Linked DNA regions of Mus musculus: all the other regions are linked to region 1. A link is a contact called in public HiChIP or PLAC-seq data. All regions are on one chromosome and are shown on one strand. The core of a region is the stretch at or near the end of the contact, and the rest is flanking DNA. Distances in the headings are between cores, read along the strand shown. Region 1 has its middle 33 kb from the start of Gm23860. Region 2 has its middle 150 kb from the start of Car8. Region 3 has its middle 180 kb from the start of Gm23860.

Region 1 (4,069 bases), core at 394-2,893:
CTTGAAGTAGGAATCTCTCCCTTCTACTAGAAAAAGGCTCAGCACTTAAAGGCAACAATGCAGAGAAGACCAAGATTTATGCAACAGAAGATAGTTTAGTTCTTACCTAAAGTTAAAATAGATATTTTTTTTTTAAAAGCAGAAACACAGGAGAAGAGGAAGGGAAGATAATTGAAAGTGAACCAAATCAAAGCAAGCGACTAAGCTGCAAAGCTCCTGAGAAACCTGACTCAATTCTGGGATACTTAAAATAATGATGACTAAGCCTTTTAATATATGCCCATATAGAGCCAAGATTCACATGTAGAAACATTTAATTTAGAAACTAGGGAAATGCTACAATCTGGATGGGCACAGACCAAGTTATCACAAGAAAATTTATTTCCATACATGAAGTTGGAATAAATCTATTTTAATGAAGTCTCCAATTGTCCTTTCCTAGATCAAACCATATGTAATTTAGCGAATCTTGATGTGCTTCATTTAAAAAACATCTTTAATGTCTCCACAAGGCAACTCCCTGAGATAGCACAAGCTTTTGGAACACCCACAAGAGAAGTGCGATTCAAATTAGTCCTCAAGCTGTTCAAATAAGGAGCTACAGCTGAAAGTACTGCAGTTCAACGGGGAGATACATGTATTTTTAAAGTTACTTGTATCTACCAGATAAGCCTGGCAAAATGAACCAAAAAGTGAAACCCAAATGAATAGTGTGAATTAACGAGTGAATTCTTCTAACCCTGGGAGCAAGACAAGATCACTGGGAAGATAAATAATTCTTGTTCAAATCTGGTGGTTTCTGCCACCATTCTTCCTGAAAGTGGTCCTGAAAATATTATTATTATTGGGCATGACACAATTTGGATTGAATTGCATTGCCTGATTTGATTAATTTCTAACTGAACTTCCAATTGTGACTCCTTCCCTTCCACTTCCAGGACATGCCACAACTCTATAATCAGAATATTTTGTCCAGCATCCTCATTGTGCAATGGCTTCTCCTCATTTTCTATTCACGGTTGTCACCACAGTTTAACAAACAGAGGAGCACTAACTATGCTGGCATAATTGTCTGACTCAGGCACTCAAAAGTGTAGTTTTAGCTGCTCTGCTAACTTTCAGACATGAGTGAACCACTTGACCTTGCTAGCCCAATTCTTGGAGTCAAGGGTTGGCTTGTTCATCGCTAAGGTCCTTTTCTACACAGTTATCCTATGATTCTGTAATGTATTTCTAAGCAGTTTGCTTAATCACTCAATTACCCAGCAGTCCTCCAGACCTGGAAGGGGATGATTACTTGCCAGGGGCATTGCAGAGGGTATTTGTGAATTAGCAGGAGGTCAGGTTTTAACCTCTGAGGTCCCTGAAACTCTGATTCTATTCTGGCTCTTGTATTGGCTGTTTCCTGGCCCAATGTTCTACCCATCAGGAGGACATTACCCACTCTTGGAAGCAACTGGTTTCTAGTTCATTAATAGAGAGATAACAGGCATTAAAAATCAAGCTGCTTGAATAAATGATAAATATAAACCATTACCAACTTGTCCTCATACTAAAATAATTGCATACAGAATCATTGTAAAATAATCTTGCTATGAGAAATAAAGAAAACAGAGGCATCATTTTGGTGCCCCCAAGTGGACATCCATGATGGCTGCAGTCAAATTACACCTTACAAAGTATTTCAGGGCATCTGGCAGACACACACACACACACAGACCTTTGGCGGTCTTGCATATTTCATGTTGTATAGATTCTAGAAGGTATTCTAGAAATTTTGGGTCTCTTCATGAACACTTTGCAGTTATCTAAGAAGAGACAGAGGTATATGACCACTCCCAAGTTAGTCTTCTGACTAACAGAGTTTGAATATCTAAGGAAAAAGACATTTCAGTGCATTCTCCAGTGAGACCTTTAGCATCTCCTCTGTTCATTTGCACCAAATGTCCAGCAGCTACTATCAACATTGCTTGCTTTGGACAAACATTTTGTTTCTTATTCATTCCTTTTAAACTTCATAGTATTGGTATATTTTGATATTAGATATTTAAACCTTGTGGGTTTTACACAGACTAAATACAATGATATAAATAAAACATATGCTGGACTACGTAATAACTAAATAAAACCTCTTATGAGTTCCTGCTATAAGAAAGATAATGTATTAAGCAAAGAGTCCTACAACCCCCCCCCCAAAAAAACAGCCAAACAGAAGCAGGTTGCTTATATGATAGGCAAAAGGACTCCCTTAAAATGTAACAGAAGATACCACAAAGAATAAAGGGAACCAATACCACAAGGGGCACTCAGTAGTTCAGTCAAAATATCCTGAGATATAGCTGAAAGAATTGTGTGTTTAAATGATAAATGAAGAGTTGAGACAATTTGATTTCCAGAACACCAGGTGCCTGTGTTGTGGATTAAGATGTTCTAGGAAGGCCTTTGTTTTTTTTTTTTTTGTTTTGTTTTGTTTTATTTTTTTGCAGGGAATGGAAATTAGAGAAGATAAAGGGGAGCAGTGGGGTGATGTTTTATGTTTCTAGGTTAGGAAATTATGGAAATAATCATAGCATAAAACTTGTAAGATTTGCTTGAAGAATAAGGAATTTGCTGAAGCAAAATATTAGGAATTATAAACAACTATAGATGTTAGTTAAAATGAAAGTGTAAGCTGTAAGCCAGGAAGCAAAATTTTGGCTTTGATTAATATTCATACTACAAGTGTTTATCTCATAGACTAGGATTAGTAAGATCACCACACTTTTGTCTCTCTTCCTTCTTCTCAGAGCTGCAACAGCCATTGCTAGGCAACCACTCCATTGTCTCTTACTAAGCACTGTGGGACCTTAGAGTCTGTCTCAATAACTTTAGCAAAAATGATGTTTCATCAGGATTGTCTCAAAAGATAAAACCAATGTGTGTCTCTTGCACTAGATTTAACGGTAAAAATAGGAAGACCCACACCTAATAAAGGTTGGTAAGCATTAGTCAGAACTGATCCTGCTTGAGACTATGGCCAGCATTCAGTGATCATTTATCATATCGATGTAGAATTTAGATGGTGGGTGCTCATGTATAGCAAAATAAACATTCATCGGGTAGCTGTTGTGTGCTGTTATGTATTACAATCTGGGAGCCTCTAGGAAGGAGGTTGAAGACAATGGATAGACCAGCTGAAGGTGTTAATAGGATCATAATGAATTAAAATCTAAAGCTGAAATGTACAACTAATATAGAAGGGAAAAAAGACTAAGCTGTGTTAGAAGTAAGTAAAAACTCCAAGGAAAGAGTGCACAAAGGGAAAGTCCAATGGGCAAGAAGAAGTATGAAAAATAAACACTAATGAGACAGGGAAATCAGAGATATTCATGAATTAAACAGTAAAGTGTTGATCACAGAGCTAGAAAAAAAAAAAAAAACAAGGAAAAGGGAAGTCTGCATTCTCAAAAGCCAATAGATGAGTTTAAAAATGCTGTGACCTGCCATTGGGCATAGTTCTTATGATAGAATTTATTGGACTTCACAATGAGAACATTACTGGTAACATGAAGAAATGATGTGTTTACACTGCAGAGTTGCAAAGCATAAATAGCCAAGTGCTTTCTCCCCAAAACTCTCCATGACCACGCTGACAAGAAAGCCAGTGTGAAAAGACAAAGTGAGGGGGCCAGCTGCTGCGATATGAGCAGGAATGTGGCTGAGAACCAGCCAGAGAGTCTTGGAATTAATCAAAGAACATCCTGTTGTTCAAGGAGGGAGTAAGAGTGAGGCTAGTAATAGCCAAAAACATAAGAAAGGTCATCAGAGAGAATGGAATAATTAACCTTTCTATAAAATTGTCATTTTTCCTTCTTTATAGGTATGATTTGAGAATTTCATAGATGAAGATTTATTCAATGAAAAAGATCATACAATAGATTCTTATCAAGGTTTTTCCTTCTTTCAGCTCCTACCAGGTCCTCCCTGCCTCTCTAAGTCACCCCCCTCTCTCAAAAGCAATCTAAAAAACAGAAACACAGAAAAAAACTCACACACATATACATTTTAAAATACACAAAAATTTACAAAA
Region 2 (4,069 bases), core at 1,125-3,624, 230 kb after region 1:
TCTTCCTAGAATTCTGCAGTTGGCTGCTGCTGAACTGCTCATATCTTCCTTGGGCATCCACCACGCAGGTTCAAATCCCCTAGCCCCATAAATGAAAACTCCAGAGGCTTGCAATTTATCAGTCATATTTATAACACTAAGTCTTCAACCCCCAAAATGCCCACACAATGAACTCAAAACTCAATTGATATAGATACAAGCTACAGATATATATATATAGATATATATATATATATGATGTGTATATGTGATGTACATATATCAGACAACTATCTCAGTATAACTGCCTCCTGTCTCCCTTATTCTCTGTGCTGCTCCCTTCAGTAGCATCCTTTTCCTCTCATCTTCTCAGAGTTGGGAAGATTCTATTCTGTCAGATCTTTCTCTGATGTGTCACTTTGTCTGCCCAATTAGACATCACTTGGTTCACATGAATGCTTCCTTCTACAAACTAACGTTACCATCACTGTTTGAGATTAAAGGTGTGTGCCACCACACCTAGCCCTAAGCATTTCTTTACCTGAAACTTGCTCTATACCAGGCTGGCCTTGATCTCAGAGATCTGCTTGCCTCTTTTTCCTGGGACTAAAGGTGTGTCTGTATTCCACCTGGATCACACAGACTTAGAAGGTTTTTAGATGTGATCTCTTGCCAGGGCAACCATGTCCCCTCTCTTAAAAAGGGAGTTCTTTTTTATCTAGGGCATGAGTGCAAGAGCACATACACACACACACACACACACACACACATACAAATACACACAAATAATGAATTTAAATGAATACATTAATAAATGAGAGCCTAATAAAAATAAATATATTAATCACAATTAACTATTATCCACGATGTAGAAACAACCTAAATAGCCATTTGAAAGATAAATGAATAGAGGATGTGTTAAATAAATACACAGTGGAAATTATCCTTTTGTTGTTGTTTGTGTATGTGTGTGTGTGTATGTGTTACACTTGTGTACATAAACATGTGAATGTAGCTGGACTCATCCATGAATACACATGTGCAGGGCATAGTCCAATGTTTGTGTCTTCCTTTACTATTCTCTGATTTTTTTTTTTTTAAGGTAGGATCTCTTCTAAGCAAAGCCATGGAATGTTGCTCACGGGGGGGGGGGGGGGGGCACCTCTTCTCCCATTCAACTGTAGATGGCTCCCATCTCTCCTAGCTCGACACTTGGCATTTGGGAGCAGATGGAGCTCTCAGGTTTGCCTTGGCTAGGCTGGATGCCCCCACCCCCTTACTAAAGTTACAGGTGTGAAGGATGCACATCTTGCCTGCTCATCAAGTAATTCACCCACTGAGCCATCTCCCCACCCCTCACCCCATCTCAAAAGGAGGTTTGCAAAAGGTGAAATGAACAAACCTTGAGGACTCTGTGACTCAGGGAAATAAGCCAATCACAGGAAGGCAGACACTGCACGCTGCCCCTCTATGTGAAGTATGTAAGATAATCAAACCTAGAAAGACATCTCATAACAAAGGGCTAATTGCAAAGGGATAGAGAGTAGCCTTCCTCCTTCTTTAACTGGAAGCAGAAAGTGCTATTTCAAATGGGTATCCACACAAAAGGATGTGCTCTTAAATGTAAAAGCATGCAAAGAAACACACAGACATGCACACAAGTGCTTTGCCTTTAATGTATTTTTTAAATATGTTGCATGTTTTCATGTGTCCTTGTAGCAGACAAAAAGAATGTAATTAGTATAATTAGGTAAACTGATAGTAAGTTGACTCTTTTTCACTTTAAAACTATGTTCTTATTTTTAAATTTATTTTAATTTTATGTTTTCTTCTCTTTCAACCCTTCCTAGATCCTGCCCACCCACTCACTTTTATATGACCCTTGCTTCTATCTCTCCTAGATTGACACTTGGCATTTGTAGCCCACCTTCCTATATTACAGCAGTTCTAAGTTTCTTACGAAGGACAGGTGTCCTTTCTATCTTTTGGGTAGAGTTTTATTGGGGAGATTTGTACAAAGCATATATCCAATTGCCATTTTCCTTAAGGAACACTAAATTAAAATGTCCTTTAAACACCTCCCCTTTTTTAGTATTACCATAAATCTTACAGTAATAATTATAGACCTATGTTTTAAATCTACCAGCCAAAATGGCTGCTTTGCAGAAACTGAACAAGAATGGTCTTGTGATTAGCCAGCCACGGTGCAGTCAAGGTCTGAAGCTGAGAAGTCCTCGCGAAATCTCTTTACCTGCTTCAGTCTCTTAGGCTGAAGGTGGTGATGCTAGAGCTTAAGGTTGGCCTAGAGATTTCTCTGACCTCTGAGCTGCTCTGCTTGCTCTGTGGGACGGATCGGCTTCGCAAAGCTATGCGAAGAACATCCTCTGGTGGCCACTGCCGGTATTGCCAATGTCCCTGACAGGCCAGCTTCCCTCCACAGGAAGCTTTGCCAGCAGCAAAGGCATAGAAAGCTGCCCACAAGACTGGCCGCTGGTTTCCCTAGACTCTAGATCTTCCCACAGAGCTTCTCGCTTCTATTTTCTCGCTACAGATGCAAATCTGAGACATAAAGCAGATCTGCTTTAGAAAGGCAAGGGCTCACAGGAGATGCCTCCTCTCAAACTTTAGTGGGGTCTCGGATTGCTTAGCGTTGACAGTTTCTATAAAGCAGGCTGATTGAAACAATGCCCGGTTTTGAAACTGCAGGGCCAGCTGTTTTCCTGGTTGCTGTAGTCTTCAGTGCCTTTCTGTAAAACCGCAAACCACACAGAAACACTTTTGGATGTCTTATTTTCGGGGGATAGAGGCCTATCGTTAAATTATGGGGACCATCAGAAAGCTACAGTTTGCTTTCTGGGATGGGAGGGCAAAAGTGTTGGTTACAAATTAATTAAGGCTTTGTGACAATCAAACCTGTGAATTGAATTAAAGGTGACTCAGTATTCATTCATACCAGTGAGAGGAGCTGTTGAAAGCAGGCCTCTCCCACAGGCCACATGTTCTTTGTGTTTTATTACACATCACAGAATGAATTAAAACTAATGAGGCTGGCTTCTGTCGCTAATTTCTTTAATGATTGTGATTAATGTAAAGTTTAAAGGAGGCAGCATATGAATATCTGTTGAATGTTATGTTAATGACAATATTTTAAGGTCACCTGGCTTCCAGAGATATCAGCCACAGGAATTATGACTTGGCATAATTCCTTTAGGGTATAAGGAAGGTGAACATGAACCATGCTTTCTGGATTTGTGAACTACAACATTAAAATTAAGACCACAACAGCTAGAATGCAGCAATGCTATAATAGCAAGGTGCAGAAGTATCCCGTACCTTGATTGGAACAATATCGATAAATGACATTTTGTCTAAGACAATACCTACACTACAATGCCACGTACCCTTTTAACTAGTTGATGGAATGTTCAATTGCAAGGAAACAAAAGCCAAGTTGTCTCCATGACGCATACAACAATATATGCTAGAGCATAGTGAAGCCCCCAATGCTAGAGGAAGACAGAAGAGCCCTGCAGGAAAAGTCAAGAAGATGTACTGACAGTGCCCAGGCCTGCGTGTATCACTACCCACACCCAAGACGGCTGGAGAGAGAGGATGCAGTGAAGTCTCTGGCTCTCCTCTCTGCTTGCAGACATTCAAGTCTACTGCCTCATCCGAGGGAGGTACAAGCTGAATGGAAGAAGGCACAGTGTATGCTGCATAGCCAGAAATAATGGCAATTACCCATCACCTAGACCTTGGTCGCCTGGCCATCCATTCGACTCTTACTTGGTCCTGGACTAGAAGCAATAAACATGATAGATCGGGGAACTCAAGTTACAATTCTTTTTGTGTAGACTTTAAATGTTTGACTCTTGGTTTCTTTTTATTTTTATTTCTAAACATTCCAATTTGTTTTAAATGCTTAAATGATACGTGTTGTCTGAGGATATAGACAAAATTTAAAACTTAGGTTTGCTTTATTTTTCAGAAATAATGACAGAACAGAAATATTTCTGTGGCTTTATAAAGACCATTAAGTCACTGTTGCCCTATAGGATGCTGGCTTACTGATGGAAGGGTAATTCAAGTG
Region 3 (4,069 bases), core at 603-3,102, 150 kb after region 1:
ATGGAGACAAATGGACAATGTGCAAAGAGTGAGAGACCTTGAAGCACTCAATCCTAAATTGGGTGTCTTCATCAAGGCCTCAAGACTGAAGAATCTATCCTGAAGATGAAGTAGAAAGATTGTAAGAGCCAGAGATAATGGAGAACTGTCTTCCAGACAAGCAAGACTGATGCACGTATGAACTCATAGAGACTGTGGTATTATGCATATGTCTGCACAGATATAAGGCAGATGAGGTCCCAGCACTTAGTAGAACTAGTGGACATGGGGTCCCACCCTTAGTCAAGAAGCTATCCACAATTGATACCTGCTGACAAAGGGAAAATCAGTCTTGTCCAGTGACGTGACACTGGGTGTATCACCCATACTGCAGTGAAGTGACACTGGGTATATCACCCACACTGCAAGGCAGGACCCATGCCCAGGCATACTGGACCACCACAGAAGGAGCGCAATGCTATTTTTGTTTCATGTTGCTTTATTTTGACATGTCTTGTCTCATTGGCCTTTTGCTGGGTTAATTTTTTTTTTTTTATTTTTGTGTTGTTTGGAGGGCAAGGATTGGGTTTCTTGTTCTGTTGTTGTTATTTGTTTATTTTTGAAAGAGAGAAAAGCATAACGTTGAAGTGAATAGGAGAAACTGGGAGAAGGGAAAACATGATCAAATATATTGAATTTTTTTCAAAAACAAAGGAAGAAGCACTCTTCAAGGGGAGTGGTGTTTTGCCACTGGCATTATTTGGACTAGCCGGTTCAGGGTGGTTAATCTCTGGGGCAAAACCTGATGTTTCCTTTGACAATCTACAACTCCTCGCAGCTGTCCCCAGTGCTCACTTTTTTCACAATTTTACAAATATGCCTGTGTTGCTCAGCCTCAAAGATTAAAATGTAATGAGGCTAAAACATTATAATGTAAAAATGAAATAAAATGTTAGTGTTCTTTAGGAAAGAATCTTTCATGACACTAGCCATATTGTTGATGCAGTAGAGAATTACCACCCCCCCCCTTTTTTTTTGGAGAAAACTGTTTCTACATTTAGAAAGCATACAGCTAACTCTTGATGTCTGGTTATTTCTGTTTTTAAGCTGGAATATTTAGACTACTTTATTTCACATATTCATTGACATATTTGGATGTAAGTCTGTGCATTTCCTACGTGATCCATTCTTCATTCCTCTCCACCAAGGAATTCTGCATTAACTGAGTAATTCTTTCATCACATCCCATCCTTGATATCTCTGACTCAACATATGTATTTACTAATGTGACTGCTGGACAGTTTGTAGCATGAATATCTACAATAACTTAGCACAAGTTGCTTTCAAGTGAGAACCTCTTCATGCATAGCACATGTTTCTCCCTCTGTACCATTCTTTGTCCCATTGCTACTAATCTTACAGTGTACAGTATTGCTTTTGATCGAAATTGACAAGAATATTTTAAGGACATAAAAAATATCAGAGGAAATGGCATTTTATATTTTTCTCTTCATATTCACCATATCTGGCATTATTTCATTATAAAACTGTTTCTACTTGTATCGTTTCCCTCAAGCCAGGAGAACTTTCTTTCACACTGCTTATAGTGCAAGATTATTGGCAATGAATTCTCTCAGCTGTAGTTTTATTGAAATAAAAATGGGTTTTCTAAGGAACATTTTAAGGGAATACAGAATATCAATTTGACAGTCCCCTCCTCTGACATTTTGAAGCTGTGTACTGTTGTCATCCGGATTGCAAATTTTTCATAAGAACTCTGAAATTATTTTCATCTGTGCTCCTATGGACAGTGATCCCTGATAGGGGGCAATTTTCTCCCCAAGGGAAATAGACAGCATCTGCAGACACTTTGATTGCCACTGAGGGGTGTTGTTACTGCCATCTAGTGGGCAAAGGTGAAGGATGTTGCTAAACATTCTCAATACAAGAATGCTCCCTCAATCAAGGAATTATCTGCACATTTCCTACAGTGCTGAAGCTGAGGACCCTTGCAGTGTGGAAAGTGTGTCCATTTTAATAAGAATCATTTCCATATTTTTGTATTTCTCACTGACTTTAAAAACATTTGATTGTGATTAATTTTTCTTCATATATTTAAGCCTTACCCTTTTCATTAAGATGAGAAATACTTTGGTCATTATCTGCAAGGATTTCTTCTACCCATCATCCCTTCTCTCTCCTTCTGAAACTCTATTACATATATTGTAGCCACTCGGTCTTAGCTCACACATGCTTAAGAAGGCCACTCAGCCATTCCCTCCACCCTCTTCTCCTTCCTTCTGCATTAGATTTCTAGTGTCAAGCTCATTTTAACTGCTTGCTTTATTTTTTCATAATATACAGTAAATTCAATATTTAGTATCTGAAATTTTCATTTGCCTCTATTTTCTATCATCTGTGTCTTTTCTCGTGTTCATCTTTTAACATATATACACTTAAACATTGTCATAAACACTGTTTTAAAATTCCTCTTTGAGAATAGAAAGATAAAGAATCGTTCCTCACTGGGCACAGTTACAGATAGACAGGAATCCAGCATGCTGTCCTACTAAGATAACTATAGATTACATATTGCACATTTAAAGCTCTAGAAGAAAATATTCTGAAAGTTTTCACCATAAAGAAAGGATAAATGTTGAAAAGATAAATACTTTAACACAAAATAATATATTAATATGTACAAGTTTTGACTTTGTGGATCAGTTGAAAATAAATACAAAAATAAAAACAATAGGGAAAACTAATAGAAGTCAACATATGTATATATCCTAAAGATTCTTATTTGTGGGAGTACTGTCATTTTACTTTGCTGGTGTGTGTGTGTGTGTGTGTGTGTGTGTGTGTGCGTGTGTGTGTGTGTTTTAAATCACCCCATTTTCCCATAGTGCTGAGGAGTGAACCCAGGGTTTTAAACATTAAACAAGCACTCTAACACACTCCCAGTCTTTTCTTCCTGCATTTTGTTGGTATATATTAATTACACAAATCATGGGTTTAATAAAATTCTCCATATAGCATGTACTAATTAGCCCATGTTACCATCTCCTGTTTCCCTCTACCTGCCCCCATTCATTCTTTCCCACATTCCAGTCTCTCTTCTACTTTCACGTTTTTTACATTGAAATTAGAACACCTCATCTGAGAGAAAAAGTGAGATTTGTTTTTCTGAGTCTGGCTAAATGGATTTAACTCAATAATCTCCAGTTTAGGCCATTTTCTTGAAAATGACATAGTTTAACTTTCTTTTATTACTGAAAAAAAGTCGCATAATATACATGACCTCGTTTTCTCTACTCATTCATCTCTTGGTGGATGTGTAGTCTGAGTAAACAATCATTATTAATAGTGTTGCAGTAAAAAGGAGTAGGAAGACATTTCCATCGCATGGTGACTTGTGGGTTGCCCTGGTGCTGTTTGTATTCTGATGTGAATTCTGCTTCCTCAAGAGGAATCACATACTCAGGTGATTTCATGTGAACTTTCTTCCCATTCTAACTGGTTGAATAAAGGCTAGAGCCTGTTATTGGGCAGTGGAAGGGAAAGGTGGGGCTGGAGGTCTTAGAGAATGGAGGAAGAGAAAGGGAAGGACAGAGGAAGAAGAGATGGAAGGAAGATGGAGCAGAACTGCATGGCCTGGAGAAGCCACAAGTAGCAAGGGATCTCATAGCTGGGGAATATAGTAGTGTAGTGGTAGACCTGCCCAATCTAGGCATTCAAATCATAAATATAATAACTGTACTGTGTATTTTTTACATGGGCTTATTGGGGTTGGAGATTTACTGCACCACTGCAGACTCTAAGAGGCCACAGATGCCAGTTCAGATTACTATACCAAGAAAAACTTATCACCATAGATGGAGAAAAAAAATATTCCATGATAAATCTAAATTTAAACAATATTTATCTACAAATCCAGGCCCGTAGAAGGTGCTAGAACATAACAATTCCAACAATGTCAGCTATGATGACAACAACAACAAAAAAAACCTTCTAATCTTACGAGGTTAACTACATCCATAAAAACACAGAGAGTAGTCTCAGAAAAGCAAAATCAAAGAAGACAAATGCA

Evidence for each region. HiChIP or PLAC-seq counts read pairs in DNA pulled down with a chosen protein or histone mark.
Region 2: a contact with region 1 is called in a RAD21 HiChIP or PLAC-seq map of pro-B cells, with 3 times the contacts expected there. The contact joins two enhancer-like sites. A contact is called at or near these places in 2 of 15 datasets of contacts at CTCF or cohesin (large pre-B cells and pro-B cells) and 2 of 484 Hi-C or Micro-C datasets (the N1E-115 cell line and cerebral cortex).
Region 3: a contact with region 1 is called in a RAD21 HiChIP or PLAC-seq map of pro-B cells, with 5 times the contacts expected there. The contact joins two enhancer-like sites. A contact is called at or near these places in 2 of 15 datasets of contacts at CTCF or cohesin (large pre-B cells and pro-B cells), 3 of 484 Hi-C or Micro-C datasets (the Ba/F3 cell line, embryonic fibroblasts and tail fibroblasts) and 1 of 115 datasets of contacts at active chromatin or transcription factors (large pre-B cells).

The regions. Positions count from the first base shown.
Region 1 is chr4:7,851,913-7,855,981 of GRCm38.p6, forward strand. No RefSeq gene overlaps it. Among named protein-coding and RNA genes, the nearest start is that of Gm23860, 33 kb to the left of the region's middle. Within about 2 kb of position 1,644, at least 19 of the 459 cell types and tissues checked have an H3K27ac peak or open chromatin away from gene starts, as enhancers often do. A contact at or near this core is called in pro-B cells, where this site is marked.
Region 2 is chr4:8,082,772-8,086,840 of GRCm38.p6, forward strand. No RefSeq gene overlaps it. Among named protein-coding and RNA genes, the nearest start is that of Car8, 150 kb to the right of the region's middle. Within about 2 kb of position 2,375, at least 35 of the 459 cell types and tissues checked have an H3K27ac peak or open chromatin away from gene starts, as enhancers often do. A contact at or near this core is called in pro-B cells, where this site is marked.
Region 3 is chr4:8,003,484-8,007,552 of GRCm38.p6, forward strand. No RefSeq gene overlaps it. Among named protein-coding and RNA genes, the nearest start is that of Gm23860, 180 kb to the left of the region's middle. Within about 2 kb of position 1,853, at least 2 of the 459 cell types and tissues checked have an H3K27ac peak or open chromatin away from gene starts, as enhancers often do. A contact at or near this core is called in pro-B cells, where this site is marked.